Linked DNA regions of Mus musculus: regions 1, 2, 4, 5, 6 and 7 are each linked to region 3. Evidence: chromatin contacts called from public HiChIP or PLAC-seq and promoter capture Hi-C data. All regions are on one chromosome and are shown on one strand. The core of a region is the stretch at or near the end of the contact, and the rest is flanking DNA. Distances in the headings are between cores, read along the strand shown. Region 1 holds the start of Tulp3 (tubby-like protein 3). Region 2 holds the start of Fkbp4 (FK506 binding protein 4). Region 3 holds the start of Parp11 (poly (ADP-ribose) polymerase family, member 11). Region 4 holds the start of Kcna6 (potassium voltage-gated channel, shaker-related, subfamily, member 6). Region 5 holds the start of Tead4 (TEA domain family member 4). Region 6 holds the start of Nrip2 (nuclear receptor interacting protein 2). Region 7 holds the start of Kcna1 (potassium voltage-gated channel, shaker-related subfamily, member 1).

What was found. Promoter capture Hi-C pulls out the DNA fragments that hold promoters and counts their contacts. HiChIP or PLAC-seq counts read pairs in DNA pulled down with a chosen protein or histone mark.
Region 1: a contact with region 3 is called in a FOXA1 HiChIP or PLAC-seq map of pancreatic cancer cells. The contact joins the promoter of Tulp3 here to the promoter of Parp11 in region 3. A contact is called at or near these places in 3 of 39 promoter capture datasets (the 3T3-L1 cell line, 3T3-L1-derived adipocytes and pre-B cells), 1 of 484 Hi-C or Micro-C datasets (muscle stem cells) and 4 of 115 datasets of contacts at active chromatin or transcription factors (astrocytes, forebrain, memory CD8 T cells and 1 more).
Region 2: an HNF4G HiChIP or PLAC-seq map of pancreatic cancer cells shows a contact between it and region 3. The contact joins the promoter of Fkbp4 here to the promoter of Parp11 in region 3. A contact is called at or near these places in 2 of 39 promoter capture datasets (cranial neural crest and pre-B cells), 1 of 115 datasets of contacts at active chromatin or transcription factors (pancreatic cancer cells) and 1 of 9 other capture datasets (adipose tissue).
Region 4: a promoter capture Hi-C map of stem cell-derived epiblast-like cells shows a contact between it and region 3, with 2.9 times the contacts expected there. The contact joins the promoter of Kcna6 here to the promoter of Parp11 in region 3. A contact is called at or near these places in 2 of 39 promoter capture datasets (hippocampal neurons and stem cell-derived epiblast-like cells) and 1 of 115 datasets of contacts at active chromatin or transcription factors (embryonic stem cells).
Region 5: a promoter capture Hi-C map of hippocampal neurons shows a contact between it and region 3, with 3 times the contacts expected there. The contact joins the promoter of Tead4 here to the promoter of Parp11 in region 3. A contact is called at or near these places in 6 of 39 promoter capture datasets (the 3T3-L1 cell line, cranial neural crest, embryonic stem cells and 2 more) and 1 of 115 datasets of contacts at active chromatin or transcription factors (pancreatic cancer cells).
Region 6: a contact with region 3 is called in a promoter capture Hi-C map of 3T3-L1-derived adipocytes, with 4 times the contacts expected there. The contact joins the promoter of Nrip2 here to the promoter of Parp11 in region 3. A contact is called at or near these places in 2 of 39 promoter capture datasets (3T3-L1-derived adipocytes and hippocampal neurons).
Region 7: a contact with region 3 is called in a promoter capture Hi-C map of embryonic stem cells, with 4 times the contacts expected there. The contact joins the promoter of Kcna1 here to the promoter of Parp11 in region 3. A contact is called at or near these places in 3 of 39 promoter capture datasets (embryonic stem cells, hippocampal neurons and stem cell-derived epiblast-like cells) and 1 of 484 Hi-C or Micro-C datasets (embryonic stem cells).

What each region holds. Positions count from the first base shown.
Region 1 is chr6:128,354,587-128,357,286 of GRCm38.p6, forward strand. Tulp3 (tubby-like protein 3) reads right to left here and starts at 1,265. Exons shown (of 11, transcript NM_011657.2): 1 at 1,152-1,265. The coding sequence starts at 1,192. It overlaps Rhno1 (RAD9-HUS1-RAD1 interacting nuclear orphan 1), which reads right to left. Exons shown (of 3, transcript NM_001326585.1): 3 at 2,414-2,700.
Region 2 is chr6:128,437,330-128,440,029 of GRCm38.p6, forward strand. Fkbp4 (FK506 binding protein 4) reads right to left here and starts at 1,327. Exons shown (of 10, transcript NM_010219.4): 1 at 1,077-1,327. The coding sequence starts at 1,181. It overlaps Gm10069 (predicted gene 10069), which reads left to right and starts at 1,428. Exons shown (of 5, transcript NR_028593.1): 1 at 1,428-2,058; 2 at 2,186-2,367.
Region 3 is chr6:127,452,365-127,455,064 of GRCm38.p6, forward strand. It overlaps Parp11 (poly (ADP-ribose) polymerase family, member 11), which reads left to right and starts at 1,263. Exons shown (of 9, transcript NM_181402.4): 1 at 1,263-1,458.
Region 4 is chr6:126,739,254-126,741,953 of GRCm38.p6, forward strand. It overlaps Kcna6 (potassium voltage-gated channel, shaker-related, subfamily, member 6), which reads right to left and starts at 1,421. Exons shown (of 2, transcript NM_013568.6): 1 at 1-1,421. The coding sequence starts at 671. All of the region lies in intron 2 of Gm33581 (a long non-coding RNA gene), which reads left to right.
Region 5 is chr6:128,299,553-128,302,252 of GRCm38.p6, forward strand. It overlaps Tead4 (TEA domain family member 4), which reads right to left and starts at 1,261. Exons shown (of 12, transcript NM_011567.2): 1 at 743-1,261.
Region 6 is chr6:128,398,514-128,401,213 of GRCm38.p6, forward strand. It overlaps Nrip2 (nuclear receptor interacting protein 2), which reads left to right and starts at 1,253. Exons shown (of 6, transcript NM_021717.2): 1 at 1,253-1,788. The coding sequence starts at 1,600.
Region 7 is chr6:126,644,522-126,647,221 of GRCm38.p6, forward strand. It overlaps Kcna1 (potassium voltage-gated channel, shaker-related subfamily, member 1), which reads right to left and starts at 1,280. Exons shown (of 2, transcript NM_010595.3): 1 at 1-1,280.

The DNA.
Region 1 (2,700 bases), core at 15-2,514, 900 kb after region 3:
CATTTGATTTCAACCGGATACACGCTGAATTCTAACTTTCCTACCCCGACCTTACCCTTGTAAATGGATCTTCGGTTCCCAAAATGGAGAAGTTGTAAACAAATTTCAGAGAGCAGCTATCATGTTTATAGAATTTAGTTGATGAAAGATTAAAACAGGTGACGCCTTGGGAGGCAGAGGTAGGGGGCAAATGTTCAAAGTCCTCCTTATTAACTTATTATTAAGTTTCAGGGAAGCCTAGTCTGGATGGGACCCACGGGGGGTGGGGGGGTCGCTATTCCGTCTTTATAACTTTGTAAAATATGGTTTCGGATCAGTTAAAAACCAGTTTAAACGTCAGACCAAATCCTAACACGCCAAGCCTTTATCGCTGTGGTAATGGAATGGTAAAGGAAGAATGTAGTTGGCGTGTTTGATTTTAATCCTCACACCATGCCAAAGTTTTGAGCCAGTGATTTCACACGGCCCCCCATTAACTTTTCGTTAGCCTAGCTGACAAGAAATGAACAGGCTGAGATTGCAGCCCGTTTGTCTTTCCAAGCTCACCATGTGAACCAGGCAAAAAGAGGGGTATTGGTAGAAAAGCCAGGGGCACGAGCAAGAGTACGGATCAGTCTAAACTAAGTCCTGATTGAAAGAACTGCTAGAACTCAGGGGAAGGAAGAAAGAAGAAAAGAACAGTTTTGCATTTTCAGCTCTCGGACTCGTTCCAGAATTCCGCAATGACTGCCAAATGCAACGGCCTTGGAACCAATTAACCATCACTCGCGACCTTCCGCGTCGACTCCCAAGAGTGCCCTCCTTCCAGCTCAGTTCTGATCCTACTCGTGAAAGACATGGGGGAGGGCGAACGCATTGCAAGTAAGGGAATCGAGACCCCAGGGGAGCAGGGCGAGCTGGTCCAGGGTAAACTCCAGGGGAGCGGCTCAAGAGTGCTGGCGGCACGGGATGCACAGCGCATTGCAAATGAGGGAATCGGAGGCCCTTGGGGAGTAGGGTGAGCAGGTTCGGGGTAAATTCCAGGAAAGAGACGCGAGAGCGCTCTGGCGACGCGGGGTGTGCAAAGCGCCTGCTCAGCTGGGGACCCGATCTTGGCCTCCGCTCTTGCCCGCCCACCCTGGAGACCCCAGCCCGCCCCACCGCCGCCTGACCTGTCCCCGCGGGGTCCGGGTGCGCAGCGCGCCGCCTCCATACCCGCCCGACCGGTGGCATCAGCGTCCAGACCCCGAGACGCCGCCGCCCGGCTGGAGAGGATGGAGGAGATCGGGCCCCGCCCCTGACAACCACACCCCGCACTGTCGCCGACGCCCATTGGTCCAGTGCCCTACGCTCCCCTCTCACTGGCAAATGGCGTTAGCCATGATGCTGGAGGGTTTCCAGGGGGCGGGAGGCACCGGGAGGCGAAGGCGCGTGCGCTAGATCCGGGAGCAGCCCCCCGGGGTTGGGTCGGAAGAGTCTGCTGCTCCATTCCACCGCTCCGGGACTGGCCCCCACAGAGCGATCCCCAGCACCCCTCTGTGGCACCGAGAACATCCAGGCTGCTGCCTTGGGTTTTCTACTCTTTATCACCTGAAGCCTCAGCATCTGACCACCGACTCTGGGATAGCCGAGGCCTTCAGCCTCCCAAACCAGCCTTTGCCCAAAGCCCGACTGAGGGATCCCTACCTGGGGACCTTCAGCAAATGTCCTTATTTAGTGAGGGTAGCAGCTAAGCTGTCCTCTCTGCAGTAAATCATGCCTCCAGCCATCAATGCCTTTGTGGCTTTGGTCCCTATAGGACTTTATGACCAGAACTATAGCATATAAACTTAATTAGTAAGGCCAAAGTCACACTGATGTTGAATCCAAAAATTCACTTAAAAAATAATGTATTTATTTTGAGACAGGATTTCACTATACTATCCTCGGTTGGTCTGGAACTCTGAGATCCTACTGCCTCTGTCACCCTAGTGCTAGAATTAAAGGCATGTGCCATCGTGCCCTAGGCTATTATGTGTATGTTTCACCTATGTGTATGTCTGCATATCATATGCATCCCTGGTGCCCAAGGCTGTCAGATACCCCGGAACTGGAGTTACAGATGGTTGTGAGTCACCATGTGGGTGCTGGGAATAGAACTCGCGCCTCCGGGCATCCAGGGCTCATAACTGCTGAGCCACCTCTCCAGGTCCCAGAAATTAATTTTTGAAAACTAGGGAATATGATACCTGCACACATAGGCTAGGAAAGCATTGCACTCACTTAGCCCCTCTCCCTGTGGGACTCTGGATTGCTCCTTTGTGTGTGTGTGTGTGTGTGTGCTACAAATCTTCACTCATAAGCTCTGCTTGGTCTAGAAAGGGCTAGTGCTAAATGAGTAGGGTTGAAAGAGATGCTATTTGAATGAGTAAGAGGACCACTGAGACAGGCACATCCACACTACCCACACTAGAGTGTGAGCTTCCACTTTATGTACACATAGGATAAGTTACTGATAGGAATCCATTTCTCCACCACATGTGATAGCGTCATATTTCTTCCACTGTAAACACATCTCAAAACACAAACCTAAAGTACTCATCCGTCCCCTAGCTCTCTGACCCCATCGTATTCACCAACACAGGCCTGGCTTGGGACCCTTTGAGCCAAGGCTGTCAACCATTAAAAACCAGAGCTCTCTCTTGATTTTCTCCAGTCGCTGAGCCTCACACTCGGTACCAA
Region 2 (2,700 bases), core at 77-2,576, 990 kb after region 3:
TATGGTGACCCCATAGGAGAGCCAATAGGTAGATATGGAACCCATCCTCTAAGGCTTCCTTGATAAGAATGTACAGGGCCCCGCGAAGGAATGGAGGATAAAAGAGGAACAGACCCCGTCTGGGAATCAGAACCTAGCGCAAAGGAGAAAGGGCCACATGTTCACGGGGAGCAGCAAGAGTTGAGGTAAAAAGCCAGGAGCATTTCTGGACCAACGAGGCTCCCTAAGGTCTCTGGTTTGCACAAGCCACACACACTAGAAACTGAGCAATGGGACTCACGGAGGAGAAACAATGGATGCAGGGAGACATGCAATGCAGGTTAGGATTTCACCGTCCTGGACTGCTGGCAGAACCTGCTCTGAAACGGCGTCCATTGTCCCGACCCGGGTCAGGGCGCCCTCCCCCTCGCTCCTCGGGCTATTTGCAGTCAGGCGATTAGTGAGCCGCTGGCTCTAAGGCAATGCACCTCCCCCCATGGCCAGCACCCAGTACCCCCCAACTCAGAAAGACTCAGGAGGGGCAGGCGAGGAACTACAGGTCCCGGCATGCATCGCTCTCGCTCTCCCCGGGCCGAGAAAGGGGGCACAGCATGGCCGAGCCCGTGACCTCGCTGGATCTCGGCGATTGCAAAAGGGGCGCAGAAAGGCACAAAGGGCTTTGGGCCAGGAACCTGCTCCCGGGAGCCGTTTCAGGTCCTAGCTAATGTTTAACTTTCAAGTGGGCGAGCCCTGGCGCACCTTCGTCCAGGTGGACGGCGCACGCTGCGGCCGAGGGGTTCCCGGGAGGCGAGGCCTGAGTCCCTCGGCGCGCCCGAGCCTCGTGCACCCCGCCCGGGCCCCCTGGCAGCGGCTCTCGCGCTCCGCTCCGCCCCTCTCAGCCGCACAGTGCAGCCGGATCGAGTTGGCGTTGCAGTGGGGGCTTCTTCCCGGACCCGGGCCGCACCCTCCGGAGCGTGCAGCCGCCGTGCCGTTTTCAGGGCTGCAGCCTGCGCAGGGAAGACGAATCCCCCCCATCCTCCGGCCGCGGTACCCCCAAGGCCCATGAGCCTGCAGCCGAGGACTCCGCGGCCCCTCACCTTGAGCACGCCCTCGTCCTGTTTGGGGCTGATGTCCACTCCTTCGAGAGGCAGGGGCGCCGACTGCGCCCCGTTCTCCGCCGCCTTCATCTCCTCGGCGGTCATGGCCGCTGGGCGCACCGTTGGCTGCGAGAGTGTGGCAAGCGCGAGCACGGCACTCTGGCCGCCGACCGGAGTGAGCGACGGGGCGGCGTGCGGCGGAAGGCGGCGCTGCCCACCTCGAACCGCGCTCCAGGCTCGCGCACCCGGCTATCCGCGCGCTCGCCGGCGGCGGCCGAGTGGGGTGACGCCGAGGGGCGGGCCTGGCGCGGCCCGGCCTGCAATTGGTCCCCTCCGCCTCGGGGGCGGGGCAGGGAGGAGCGGCACGAGCGGGCTGCAAAGGGGCGGGAGCGGAGAACTTTCTAGAGAAGCGGTTAAACGGGTTGAGGCTCTTGGACTGAGGGTACTGGAGTGGTTTGGTTTTTTTGTTTGTTTGTGTCGTTTTTGTTAAGATTTGCTTTTCTGGTTGATGGCCCCTAGGAGTGCCCTCCTCCTACACCAGGACCTCTGGGATCACAATCTTCCCTATGTCGTTCCGCCCCACCCCCACCCTTACCCCACCCCTCTGCCCGCGTCTAAGCGATTTTTCCAGATCCTTCTCTATCCTCAGGACTCCAAGTGGCGAGCCTCCCAAGTCCGGGCCTGCCTCGTGGCCGGCCCTGCTCACCCAGGCCCACAGCGGAATAGCTGGAGACAGGCAGTCAGATGTGAAGTGGCAAAGATCGGCCTCCCGTGATTGTGCCACAGATGCCCATGGTTCCAGGCGTGGGCACCTGAGCAGTGTGGGAAAGAGAGGTCGAGGGATTGAAAGTGTGGGCCCCGTAGGGACAGTTTCAGCCCAGGTGCACAGATCGGACACAACTTTGCCCTCCCTGCAGCCTGGCAGGCCCACCGCAAAAATGCCATGAGCAGATTTATAAGAGCCATAGACTTGTAAGTGGAGGTACGTGTGTTAAAATTCCTTTTCTCCCACCATACTAATCAGCCTTTTTTGGTTAGTACTGGCACACAAAATGGTTTCAGCTCACGCGAAAAAAAAATTTTTTCCCCCTTCCCCCTCTTTACTAAAGGTGAATAGGAAGGAAGGTTTTCTCAACCTGCTCGCTGCTCCTATGAGATGCCTGTGGAGTTCTGAGTCTGTGTGGCTAAAACCATGAAGTTCTGATTACCGGAACAGTGCTGGCTTGATGGAAGATCTGTCTGGAGAGGTCCTGACTCTGCCCAGCAGTTTAGTACCCAGTTATACAGCCTGGTGAGTGCTATCAGACCTGCCTATTGTATTATTGGCTTTGCGAGTTTTCATTCCAGTGTAATGAACTTTTTGTCTCTGTGTGCCCAGCATGGTGCTGTTCGTGGTCCAACGCAAGTGATGGCGTTTAAGTAGGCAATAAGCTAGTTATTATATGGTGCCTGCGAGATGGCTCAGTGGATGTTGGTGCTTTTGAAAGTCTTTAGACCTGGGTTTTATCCCTAACACCCACAGTATTGAGAAAACCCCTTCAAAGTTGTCTTTTGACATCCACACTTGTGCCCTATTATCCCTCCCAAAGAAGTGAAATAATAATAACCCTTATTATGATGGTTT
Region 3 (2,700 bases), core at 13-2,512:
GAAGTGTGTTCTGGATGAGAACTCATTATTTTGAAAAAAACTGAAAAAGAAAATTAGGAGATATTTCTTATCAAAGAGCAAGTACATTAGGAATCTATACATTATAATAGCATGGCAAAGCATAGGAATAAGCAGAGGATTAGCAGATAAGAATATTCAGGAATATATGTATATATGCATATGCATGCAAATTTAGCAAATGTACTTCAAAGTAGTAAGAAAAAATAATTATGCTATGCAATAAGTATTTGGGCAACTGGTTAACCATTTGGCAACAATTTTTAGAATTTCTTATTGAACAGTATCATTTCTAAGAATTCGTTCCAAAGAGGTTAATGAATGTCTGAACAAAAATAGTGATTATAGTAATTTTTGTTACATAGTAACTTGTGTCTCTCACAGTAGATTATTTAAGATATGTGTGTAACATGTAAACTATGGAATGCTATAGTCTGAAGAAATAGATTCATACACATGGGAATGGAAAAATATATTAAAATGTAAAAAACAATCAGGTTCTGAATCTGTGGTCATTCTTTGACCTATTTTTAAAAATACACCTATAGTCTCACACTACTTCTTTGCCTTTAAGAATATTCTTCCATCGTACCTCTTTTGTGACCGGTGTAAGAACCTATTTGAGGCCTTAGCATTCAAGGCACTCAGGTAAACCTGCTTGGAAACCTCCATATTTGCCATGCTGTCTAAAATTTCACGTTTTTACATTCTTGCGTTTCCAAATTACTTTTTGCTTTCTTCTGTCGATTCTAAAATCCACGAGGACAGGGACAACATATTGGTCAGTGTTCACGTCCAAGCCCAGTGACACGTGGCCAATAGCTCCCTTTATTTATTTATTATTTTCTAGATTGCAAACACCTAAGCACCTGATTTCAGCAAGCTCATTTACACCCTCAGGTAGAACTATCATCACCTCCAATTCGAGGATGTTGCAAACAACAAAGAGGTTTGAAGCTTTAACCTTTAAGCCATTGGTCGAGTTGTGCTTCTCAGGCCTAGTACTTGGTTGGCCACTAAACTCGGTATAAGGTGATCTTTAATAAACGTAGGTTCTGCATGGAGGAAACGCAGCCTGCCACGCTTGACGATCACGTGGTGGGTATGATGGCCGGCTTCAAACAGCTTTACCACACAGGTAAAGGCGGCCCGCGACAGCACGCGCGGAAGTTCCAAGGGCGCCATAGAGGCGGAGCGAGTTTGCGGTGGGCGGGACCGCCACTGATTGGCTGGATCCAGGCGGAAGTCGGGAGGTTCGATGGTCCGAAGACGCCAGCTTGTGACGGGGAGGGGGAGAAGGAAGGCTTCCGTAAAGGGTGCCTTTCGGTCCTTTCGCTCCTGGGGACCCTCGGAAAAAGCCCACCATATCGACCCCACGGCTAGCCCCTCCCCCAGGCTCTCTCCGCTCGATTTCGCACCGTTATGTGGGAAGCGAATCCGGTGAGTAGCCGGCGGGACGGGGCGGGCCCAGTGGGCGGGGTTGCCTGAGAAGGGCGGGGAGGCGTTCCCGGGAACTCGCCCCCGCGGTGCCTCAGGCTGGGGGTTTGCGTTCCGGGGTCGTGGCTGTCCCGCTTCGCGGGGGCCTCCTGCGGGCCGTGGACTCGCAGCTTTGAGCCGTGGGAGCGTTCGGTGGCCGCTTCTACGCTGTTGCTTTCCTTTCCCGATTGTTGATTTTACTTCCGGGGGCTTCTCTGTCTTCGCTTTTTTCCCTCATTTTATATTTTGTATTCTGCTTTCCAGTTGAAGTTACTGGCTTTCGAACCTGCTAGTTCCTTTCGACCCCCGCACCCTCGTTGCTCCTTCTTTTTGGAGCTACAGAGCATGGAGGATCCTCTATATGAGTTTCAGGGGATGACGTTCTTAAATGTTTTCTTTCCGTGGTTAGAACAATGATCTGGAATCCTTTGTTTGCCTTCAGTAGGTCTTATGTCTGCAGGCATTTTTTTTTAATACTTGCTTTCATTCATTGGTTCGTTCGTTCATTCATTCGTTCGTTCATTCAAACTCCTACCCGCCATGAATGAGGATTCAGATCTATTTGTCAAGAGTATTCAGATCTTGTTATGGGAATGTAATAGTGAGAAAAATGTACGCTGAACTTAAAACTTCGGGGTCGATGGGCAGAATCGCATTTCAAGAAATTTGTGGACTTAGTTTGTGAAACTACCTCAGAAGCTGAGCTAACCATTAATTTGACTTCAATAACCCTCTAAGTCAATACTTGAAGTAACCCTTTTGCTTTCCCTCACAAAACCAGTAACCTACTTCCTACTTAAGTGTATTATCAGTTAAGTCTATCAGTAAATTTTCCCACGTCTGAAAGTTAGTACCTGATTAGAAATGAGCCCATGAATTGGGATTCAGTCCACATTGTAGTTCCATTCCATCCCATTCCATCATGACAGTTACCAGATAGTTTTGATTCATACACTAATACTGTCATCAGATCAGGGCAGAGGAAAGTATACGTTTGGATGTGATTTTAGCAAAATTGGGATAGCTGTTCATACATACACGCTGTTCACTGTTAACTATTAAGTGTCATCAGTATCCATCTCTTACATGTCAATATGGAGTTGGTTTTTACCAGCCGCCCCGCCCCTTTGTGTTGATTTCCCCACAACATACGTCAGCAGTGTATATATTCTGTTCAAGGTCACGTACTTCAAATCCTCTGAGTTG
Region 4 (2,700 bases), core at 171-2,670, 710 kb before region 3:
TCCTCGTGGCTCCTGGAGGCCGGAGACAAGCGGGTCCCACTACCCTCGTTGCTTCCACCGCGCCCATCTGCACGGAATTGAGGCAAGGTCTCCAGGCAAAAGATGACGATGGAGATGAGGATGACCAATACTGAGACGATGGCGATGCCTCGGGCGGGCCCGGAACTCTCCGGGTACTCAAAGAGAAGCCAGACCTGTCGCTGGAAAGGCTGGGAGGGGAGTGGTTTCTCATCCTCGCCACCTTCGGGCAGGCAACCCTCATCCTCCCGGAAGGCCGCCAGGGCTTCCTCTCCCAACTGATAGAAGCGGATCTCTTCCATAAAAATGTCCAGGGGCACATTAACAGGCCTGCGCAGGCGACCTCCAGATTGATAGTAATAAAGGATAGCGTCGAAGCTGGGTCGGTTGCGGTCAAAGAAGTACTCGTTCCTCAAGGGGTCAAAGAAACGGACTCTGCGGCCAGGGTCTCCTAGCAGCGTGTCAGGGAACAGCGACAGGGTGCGCAGCTGCGTCTCGAAGCGCAGCCCGGAGATGTTGATCACCAACCTCTCACTACTACAGCAGCCGCCGCCGCCCTCGGCCTCCTGGAACTCACCCGCATCCTGTTGCTCCCCCTCCGGCCCACGGACCTCCCCCGGCGCCGCCAGCGTCAGGGATTTCTCCGATCTCATGTCACCTCGGCGGTGCGCTCCCCGCCACTAGGACGGCGCCCACGACACGAGCTCCAGAGAGCGGCACCCGCTTCACAGCTTCGGCTGTGCCCTCCTTTAGGGTGGGGCCCGTGCTCTGACCTGGCGGTTAGGTCGGTGAGCCCTGCAGCTGGTCCCTCTGCCAGGCTAGGTCTGGGAAGTGGCTCTGGCTCTCAATAGCCGCGCCTCCGTGCTCAGGATTTCTGAGATGCCTGGAACCCGCAAACTGTCGCGCGCGTGAAACTGGCTGCCCGAAAAGACGCGTGGCTTAGCTCTCGATGGTGCCTAAAACTGGGCTCAGGACCCACAGGTCCGCCCTCCAGACCTGCTGGCTCTCACCAGGTCCTACTGCGCTTCTCCAGCTGCACACGACTCTGGGTTGCCGCTGGTACCTAAGCGCCAGATGCGCCTCCCTCTGGCTCACCAAAGACTCCTGCCCGGGCTCGGCCTCCGCCTCCGCCCTACGTCCACCACCGAACTAGGTCTGGCCAAGGTCGCGATTGCAGCCGCCACCTTCTTCCCCAGGAGCTAGCTGTTCTAGAGGCCTCGGAATCGCCCTGGGCCTTCCCGGGCGCCGAAGCGCGGAGACCCACCTCCCCACCGCTTCAAGCCTTGCCTGCACCCGCAGCAGCCCCAGCAGCAGCAACAGCAGCAGCAGCAGCAGCAGCAGCAGCAACAGCAGCAGCAGGCTCAGCTCTCAGCTCTGCCCTTCCTCCTTAACACACTCTCCAAGTGACGTGGCAGGCCCCGCCTGCTGCCCACCCCACTCTCACATCACACCCCTTACCCAGTCAGGGGCTGCAGCAAGCCTGGATGCTGGGGAGAGATGTGTATACTTGCCTCCCCAGTAATCTTTCCCGCGCTCTCCTGGCATGCCTCTTGCTTTCTCACATTCACACGCACGCCCCCACCCCCACCCCAACCAAGCCGCAGTATCCTAATAACACACCCACTCCATCTCTCCATAGTCATCTCTTCTCGTTTCTGTTCACCGAGCTGACCTGCTCAGTGTATTTCAGCAAAAAGAAATCACATACGCTGGCCCACAACACACCCCTGCCCAATAAGCTATACACAGCACCTGACCCCTCCACAGCTATTTACTTGGGGGGGTCGGGGGGGGACAGGAGAGGGAAAAATCCATGTTTTTTATATCCATGAAGACATGTTTGCCATTTTCAACCTCTCCTGGGGGGGGGGGGAAGATGAAGTATTTTTAAATGTCTTGAGAGCTTTCCATTTAGGCTGTGTCCCAATGTTAATTCCCCATCAGACTCTCACTTTTGCAACCTGGAAAGGCAAGGCTGCAGCTCTCTTTCAAGGCGCAGTGATAGTAAGAGGGGAGGAAAAGCCTGCCCGTGCCCAGTGCTCTCATGGAGTCCTGAAGACGTCCACCATCATCTCCATGAAAAAGCACCAGAAGACTATGATATTGAAGAAACACTATATACAAGGAATAGCAGCCAAGAATCTTTGCTTCACGCCTCCTTTGGAGAAAAAAAGAAGAAAAGAAAAAAGTAAATAAAAAGATTCTGCAATTTATACTTATCTGTGTCAAGAAAAGGGAGGAAAGGAAAAACAAAAAGGAGGTAGTCAAAGTGTCAATAAACAATGTAGCTATGTGTGATGAGCATCTAATAAACACATTTTAGTTGCTTTACCAGAAAGATGGCCTCCCCTTCTAGGCCATAGAGTCTCATTTGGTAGGATTTGAATGGGACAAACTACTCTGCCTCTCTTAGAATGCCAAAAAGATTTTCCATCCATTCTCCCAAAGGCTTCCTCCCTAGATCACGTGGATGAAGTCGCTGGATGGTGCACCTGGTTTCAGACTACCAGGTAGCTTGCTCTTGACTTGCCGTGGCCACAGTTGATTGGCTGGCAACGGCCAGTGTTTCTTCATAAGAAAGAGCGTCCGTAGGATAAGGACAGTAATGGCACATAAGATTCTCTCAAGCCATGAGATGCATGTATGGGTTTTTAGCCATACGATCTAGACAGACTGTTTTTA
Region 5 (2,700 bases), core at 11-2,510, 850 kb after region 3:
GGCACCTCCAACTACTACTGTCAAATTCTCCCTGAACACAAAGAACTTGGAGACATTGTCCCCTGCCGCGGTTCTTCAGGAAGAAGTCAGAGCCAGAACCAACATCCTCAGAGCGAGGACTTGGAGAGGAGAGTCCTGGAGAGGAGGCATCGCACACCCACGCCCACTCCGACACTCGGGATTTCAGACAAGCACCTTCTTCAAGTAGCGATGCACACAGGGTCGCGTTTAGCACAAACAAATCCTCCTCCTGGAAGCAAGGTGAGTCACTGCGCACAGATATCTCTTCCTCGGGAACACCCAAAACTTAAGGATGCTGGCGCAGTAATACCTATCTTTGAACTCACTCACTGAATCGGACGGAGTGTGGGTGTGCCTGGAGCCCCCTGACACGTGTGTGCACCGCGGCGCGCGCCCCTGGGCTGCCTGCTAGAGTATAGTGCCTTGGAGTTTGGGAACTCCGGTCCATCACTCCCATCACTTCTCACCGTGGGGAGCAACGGCGTCTCAAACCCTGGGGACCTCTGCACAAGGTCCAGGCAATACACCTCCCTTATGGGCTCTCTTCTCCAGGCAGAAAAGTAGAAAAGGGCCTGGCTGAGGCTCGTTAGTCTCAACTTCAGCCGAGCGACCCTGCTCTGTCCAGCCCCTAGACTCCACCGCCCGCACGTGCCCCACTGGCCCCCTAGTGTTGCCCGGGACCACGCGGGACGCGGGTGTCCTCCGAACTCAGCAGCCTTACCGGTCCCAGGGTTCGGGAGGCGGGGTGGGAGAGCTCGGCCGGCTGCGGCAGGTCCACGCGGGGCGCCAAGTCTTCCAGCCGCGGCGACCGCTGCGGGGCCCCGAGCGCGTAGCTGAGGCCGGTCCCCACCCCCGGGACTGGAGTTTGCAGAGGAGCCCGGCAGGAATGCACGGAATGGGCGCTGGAATGAGACGCGCGCGGCTGGGGAGGGAGCGGAGGGAGTGGCGCTGCCACCCGCACCTTTGGGAGGAGACCGGGCCAGAGAGAGGCTGGGCTCCACGGCTGGGCGGAGCCCGGGAACCGCGGGCGGCCACGGGACAGGACACGGCGGAGACACCCGGGAACCCCGCGGACCCCTCGGCGCCTCTCGCCGCTCGCACCCACACCCCTTGACTCTGATCTACCGATTTCCCGCTCTCATCCAGCTCCCCACACCCCCGGGTTGCGTTGAGTCCTAACTGTCTCTCCACCACCTCCAGCCGAAAACCGTCCCCTCCGCCGGGGTGGGGCGCGCCTCGCTGCGCTCCTGGAGTACGCGGACAGGAGCAGGAAGGGCTGTTCCCTTCCCCGAGGCTGCTACGGAGGACACTCGCTCCGGGAGCAGGAAGCAGGAACTCCCGGCTCTGCTCCCAGATCCGCCACCGCTTTCCCTCGCCAGCCCTCCCCAACATCAGTCTTTCAGTTCTTTCCTTGTCCCTTGGGATCTGCAGAACTGTCACTTCTCAAAGAGCAGGAAAGGAGAGACCAGTCATGGGTCTACCGGATGCTGGGAGAAATAATAAAGATTAGGTCCCAGCAGTGGTTCATAGAGAGCTGGAACTTAGCTGGTTACCCAAGGTACAGGACAGAGTCGCCATGAAGTTAGAAGTCTGAGTTTTAAAGAAGGGTGCCAGATCAATTTAGGAGAAACACGTGAGCTCGGGCTGCGAGTCTTTAGAACCATTTGGCTTAAATCAGTTACTACCTAGCTCCCGCATTCACCTTGTCACTTTGAGAAACTTAAAATCAAAGAAAAGCCTTCACTATTCCCCAAAATCAAACAATCTCTGAAGCACTAGCATTAAGCTTTTATTGGTGTGGCTCTCCCAGCCAGAGCTGGTGAAACAAACTCGGGCCAGCAGTAAATCTCCAGAATTATCTTATCGTTTGCTCAACGCTAACAACGCAAGATGGAGATACACATACTACATGAGGGTAGGGTAGCACGGGGAGACGCTGAAAGAAAGTATTATAAATGTCAGGGTTGTGACCGAGAGAGGCGATCTAAAGAGTCCACGGAAATGCCAGCATCACCACGGGACTGAGTATCTATCCAGCCTCGCAAAGCGAGGACTTTGAAGGATGCAGCCCTCATTTGGATGTATAACTTCTGGTGAGCTTATTAAATGGTGAGTCATAACAAAGCCTGGTCACATCCCATTCACATGAAAAGAACATTGCAAGGCAGCAAGCGTATCTGTGAGCGTGAAGTACAGACTGTCCCACCACTTAATTGGACACTCCTTCATTGAACCTGGTACCAAGCTCAGTGCAGAAACAGACCCCTGCCTTCAAGAGGTTCACTGTCGAAGCCAGACAGTAGTTCATTATTGCAAATCCACATGAATTTGAGAACAAAACCAACAGAATTAATTCAAGGCACTGGGGTGACTTTCCCCAGTTTAATGTCTACTCCCTGTGTGTGCTAGGCAATGCTCTACCAGTGTGCTATGGCCCCAGCCTTGATTCCTTTTGGTTTCTGAGACTGAGTCTACTGAGTTAATCAGGCTGACCTTGAACTCTCTCAGCTGCTCTGGCCTCAGCCTTAGGAATAGCTGGAATTCCATTACAGGTCTCTGCTACCAGGTCTGCGGGGTGACCTTGATCCAGCTCTTGATGGAAACCTGAGTTCACCAACCGCTGTTTCAGGAAGGTTTGGTGTGAAAATAAGAGCTAGTAGGTGCTACACACCAGTGGGG
Region 6 (2,700 bases), core at 3-2,502, 950 kb after region 3:
TTTTTTATTTATTAATCTTTTTGTTTATATTTCAAATATTATCCCTCTTCCTTGTCTCCTCTCCATGAACCCCCCTCCCCTTTGCCTCTAAGAGGGTGCTCACCCCACTAGCATCCCCCTTCTCTGGGACATCAACCCTTCTTTTTATTTTTATTTTATGTGTATGGGTATTTTGCCTCTGTGCATATGTACATGTATATGTATATATGTACCACGGGCATGTCTGGTGCCATGGACCCCCTGGAACTGGGGTTACAGATAGTTGTGAGCTGCAGACAGTTGTGAGCCACTATGTGGATGCTGGGAATTGAGCCCTGGTCCTCCAGAAGAGCAGCCAATGCTCTTAGCTACTGAGCCACCTCTTCAGCCCCCTTCTTTTTATTTTTAAGATTTCACTAAATTGGACTGGAGAGATGGCTCAGCGGTTAAGAGCTGCTCTTAACTGAGGTCTCTTAACTGACTGCTTTTCCAGGGTCCTGAGTTCAAATCCCAGCAACCACATGGTAGCTCACAACCCTCTGTAATGAGATCAGATGCCTTCTGGTGTGCCCAAAGATAGATGCAGTGTACTTACATATAATAAACAAATTATATATATATATATATATATTTCACTAAATTGAAAGCCTGAGAGTGAACTCACACTGTAGTCCAGGCAGGCCTTGAATTGTGATCCTCCTGTCTCACCTTCCCAAGTAGTTGGGATTCTGATGGGAGAGGACCAAGGTGAGTCACAGACTAACCCAGTTGGAGAGATGTATTAGGCCCAGAACATTCCCAGAATTCCTCATCATGGAATCACTGGGACTTCAGCGTCTAACAGGGAAGATCTCAGAGGTGAGTATTACTAGAACGTTCCTGATCTCTTTGCAATTCGAGAGAGATATTGGGACTGACAGGGAGAGGCCAAGCAAGGAGGGTGGCTGATGGCAGATGGAGGAGAGGTGGGGAGGCCACTCTCATACTGTCCCTCTCTGGCCAGCACCTCAAACCCTAGTAGCAAAGGACAGCAGCATGAGAAAAGAGCTGGGTGGCTGACTGTTCAGAGACTGGAAGGGGACAGCAGAGCCGGTCCACAAAACACAAGAGACAAGGGACATGCATGCCTGCTTCCCCACACATACCAAACATGCGCCCCCACACAATGGCACTCACCTCTCTCTGATGACTTGGCACAGCCTCCTGACAGTTTACAACACCCGCGTGCGCGCGCGCGCGCACACACACACACACACACACACACACACACACACACACACACACACACAACCATCCACCACCCACTCTGAGCAGGACCCCAGAGCTGCAGGCTTTGCAGCCTACCAGCTGCAGGCCCTGCTCGCCCTCCCTCTCCTTTAGGGCTGGGTTTTTCCAGCCGGAACCTCGCTCCCTCTACTGCAATCTCTGGAAACTGGTGTCTGACGCGCTGCTCTCGCCTATTATTTATTTATTTCTTCTTTTCTTCCTGCTGAGACCCTCCTGTCAGAGGGAGAGCCGCAGTCCGGAGACAGAGAAAGGCAGAAGCTATAGGGGGAGCTGGGAGCAAAAAGGAGGTGGAGAGAGACTCCCATACACCCTGTCTGCTTTCCACAGAAGACCATGAGCACCGGGCAAGAGGCCAGGAGAGATGAGGGAGACTCCAGGAAAGAACAGGAAGCTTCGCTTCGGGACCGAGCCCACCTGAGCCAGCAGCGCCAACTCAAACAGGCCACCCAGTTCTTGCACAAGGACTCGGCTGACCTGCTGCCCCTGGACAGCCTCAAGAGACTCGGCACCTCTAAGGACCTGGTAAGGACCCTGACCCTTTCTCTCCTCTTCTTCATATCCTGTGTTTGGGGTGAAGGGAGGTGGTCTAAAGGGCAGAGCCTCAATCTTCAAATTTCTTTCTCCTGTTGAGATGGGAAAGATGTTTCTGCCAACTTGCAGCCCCCCAATCCTCCCCAGATCCTTCATTGGGAATGTTTCTTGGCCTGGTGGCAGTGAGGGTCCCTGGGCTCATAACTCAGCTTCCACCGTTTTCCCCCCTTAAAGCCCAAGGCTATCCTGGGGTAGTGGAGAGTCATGTTGTTCAGCGCAGCCTAGAGGACCCGGGATTCCCAGGGAATGGACACATAAGGACAGTAAGGCCTAGAGGATCCGTCACCCCGGGGTTATGACTCCTACTTCTAGATTCCTTCAAAGCTGCCCACGAATTTGCCCCATTCCTCAGACCTGCCCCCACTTTTGCCCTTTCCCCCCTATCACCCACTTACTGAGGGTCTCCTGGGCAATCAGGGGTTCATATGGCTCTGACCTGGACCTGTCTGTGTCCTTATGTCCCTTCCTCCCAAACCACTGCAGCAATTTTGGCCCCCCAGAGGGAACAGGCCGAGGGTGACAATGAGGAGGTAAGGGGGGCTAGGGTCAGCGTGCAGTCTTTGCCCCCAGGGATATAATGGTTAAGAGCACGGGCTTTGGAACCACCTTGCTTGGGACCAAATTCTGGCTGTAATTTGGAAAGTTGTCTCTGTGCCTTGTTATCTCCATCTGTTAGAAAGGAATAAAGTTGCGAGCATCCACCTGGTAAACAGGTCACCTAGGCTTCCACATACTTAGCACTGTGACATTGCCTAGCTAATAGCAACACTAAGGGAGACGATTGGGAATGCTTCTAGCTATGGGTCCTTTTAGCTTTTGAGTTGCTGGGGCTTCTGGGGGGTC
Region 7 (2,700 bases), core at 30-2,529, 810 kb before region 3:
TCCCGGAGGATGCGGGGTGGAAAGACAAAAAGGCCACCTTCTCCGGAATCACCCAAGCAAATGGCGATAAGCTGCACTCTCGCCCCCCTCTGAACACTACGGGAGCCCTTGATTCGATCCCGAGGGAGGCGGGCGGCTCAAAGCCTGGCTCTACATGGCTCTCCGGTAACCTGCGCTACCACAGCACGGACCTCTCTCCGCGGCGCGCCGCGAGCCTTCAGCAGCTCCGAGTGGGGCAGGGAGCGTGCGGCCGCAGGTTCGCTCGGTCCATTTCTGGGCGCTGCAAGATCAGCAGAAACCTGAGAAAGCGCCTGGAATGCGGAGCAGCGATTGGCCCACCCGGGCGTGGGTTGGGGAGGGCGGGGGAGGGCAGGAGCGAGGAGGTAGATGGAAAATATGAGGGGGTGGTTTGGCAGAGGGGGGTTGTCATTCAGTTCCCATCCTTGCCTGCACAGCTTTTCTTCCGCCCCCCCCCCCGAAAAGCCCACCACCAACTCCTCTTTCCCGGCGGCCGGCAGCCCCTCCCACGCACGGCCCTCCGCTGCGAGCGACCTTCCCCGGGAATTTCACATTGGAGATGGTCAGGTCCGACGCAATGCAGGCGGTGGTGTCCCTGGCAGAACTCCTTGGACCAGTCTGCTTTAGATGCAGTCACACAGGCGATCTTGCTCCTGCATCTCGCTCCTCCGCGCCACCCCGCCTCTCCCCCAGAGGCCTCTCTGCTCAGCCCACCCTAGCCCCCCAACCCCACGCCAGCCACACTCCAAAGGGTGCAGTTTGGTAAGCGCTGCAGTTGAGGATCTCCGGGATTCATCCACACAGTGTTACTGGGAGAAGGTGGTGCCAAGTGTCTGTTTCACTTGAACCGAGGAGGGGGAGCTGAAGTTTTCTTACAGTCAGAATATTCTGAAATGCAGAGAATTTGACGGGAGGGGGAAGGGAGGCGGCGGGGGCGGACAAGCAAAGGTGTCGTGGATTTGTGGATTGTCTGCCAACTTGGTGCTAATTGGGACAAACGTGAGAAGCAAGTCGCCCAATTCGCTTCCTACCCTCAGTCCTGCCTTCCGAACCTCCCCACTCACCCACCCACCCAGTGGCCCTCTGCCGCTCAGGACCACTTTCTAGGCTCCGGACATATTCGCGCAAGGGTCACAGTGGCAGTCTGAGCAAGGGATATGCACCGCGTCCCCAGTGCCGCTGCACCTGGATACAGGCTGCACCGGAGGAGGCAGCCAGCAGCTCCAGTCCTTCCACCGCTGCGGAGCCTCTGAGGAGCCCCCAAGAATCCAGAGTCATCGCTGATTGGTTCTTGGCACGGCCTTGGTACCGCCCCTTCGCACCACCGCGGCTCGCGGCGCCTGCCGCCCACACCACCAACCTCTTTAATCAAAGTCAATGATCACATCCTCCTGGCTCTATTGTGGCTAGTAAGGCAGGGGCCTCTAGAAGGATCCCAGGGATACAGCTAGTTAAATTCCTCCTCCAGATTCAGACCCCAGCATTCCTTTCAGGGGGAAAAAAAAAAATAAGTGTTTGTTCGCTCCTCTCCTCCGGATTCCTAACCCTGCCTTTTCTTCCATGAACAGCGAGTTCTATTGCACAGTACTTCTTCCCACCTTAAACTCCACCCAGTGCACACTGGTCCCTCATCCCAGAAACTCCTTACCCCCCGCCCCCGCTCCTCTTCTGCACTGATGCTCCATTGGTGGAAAAATAATAATAAATGCGAGGCTCTGCCAAGAAATGTCAGGCATGATGGTTCGGTAGTCGCTGCAGCTAAAAAATCTCACAGTGAACCTACTGCATCAACATTTCCTTGCCTTGTCCCAGAGCTTCACTTCATCTTCCCTGCTCCGTTTTACTGCCCCCGCCCCGTCTTCCACTTCCTCCTTCCTGATCCTGAATTCTTGTTTCCTGTGCACGTCCTTGTCCTGATTCATCCCTTATTATAAGGAGATTGCCTAAGAAAAGTGTTTCAGATTACATAGCCTCCCAATTCAAAAATTCAGAGTTGTAAGTAACAGGATTACTGGATCCTCCCAAGTGGCTAATGTGATTAAAGCGGGACTTTGAACCTCCGAGGAACTGGACAAAAAGTTGTTGAGATGAGGATTCGGCGTTTTTCACATGAGTCCTCAGTTGCTAGGGGTCAGAAGGCCCTTAAACATTCAACAAAAGTTTGTTCTGCTTAGCTTTGGACCAGCCTTGTCCTAGCGCTGGGTGACCAGTGACATACAGTTCCACATCTTAGGGAGCTCACATTCAATGGGAGGCACAGAGTAAAGAAATAAACCCAGAATGTGTGTCCAGTACTAGGATGGGCTTCCAGATGGGAAAGACCTCTCTGCAGAGGGCTCATGGGAATCGGCAACCTGAAACACAGACCAATGGATAAAAGACAAATAGTTTATGAACAAACATGCAAGTCTTAACGCAACCAAAAGGTCATTGTGAACAGGAAGAAATAACAAGGAAGGTCATGGCAGGTGGACCATGGGACCCCTTAGGCTGGGAGGAAGAGGGCAACAGAAGGCATCAAAGGACATGCATCAACATAAAATGGTTGTCTTTAATGGGGAGAGTGTTGTTTGCTTATTCAATTTCCTTGTTGTTTGAAATGGTTTTACACTGAAGCCCAGGCTGGCCCTAAAAACACAGTAACTCTCCTGTTTAAACCTCCCTAGTACTGGGGTTACAGGC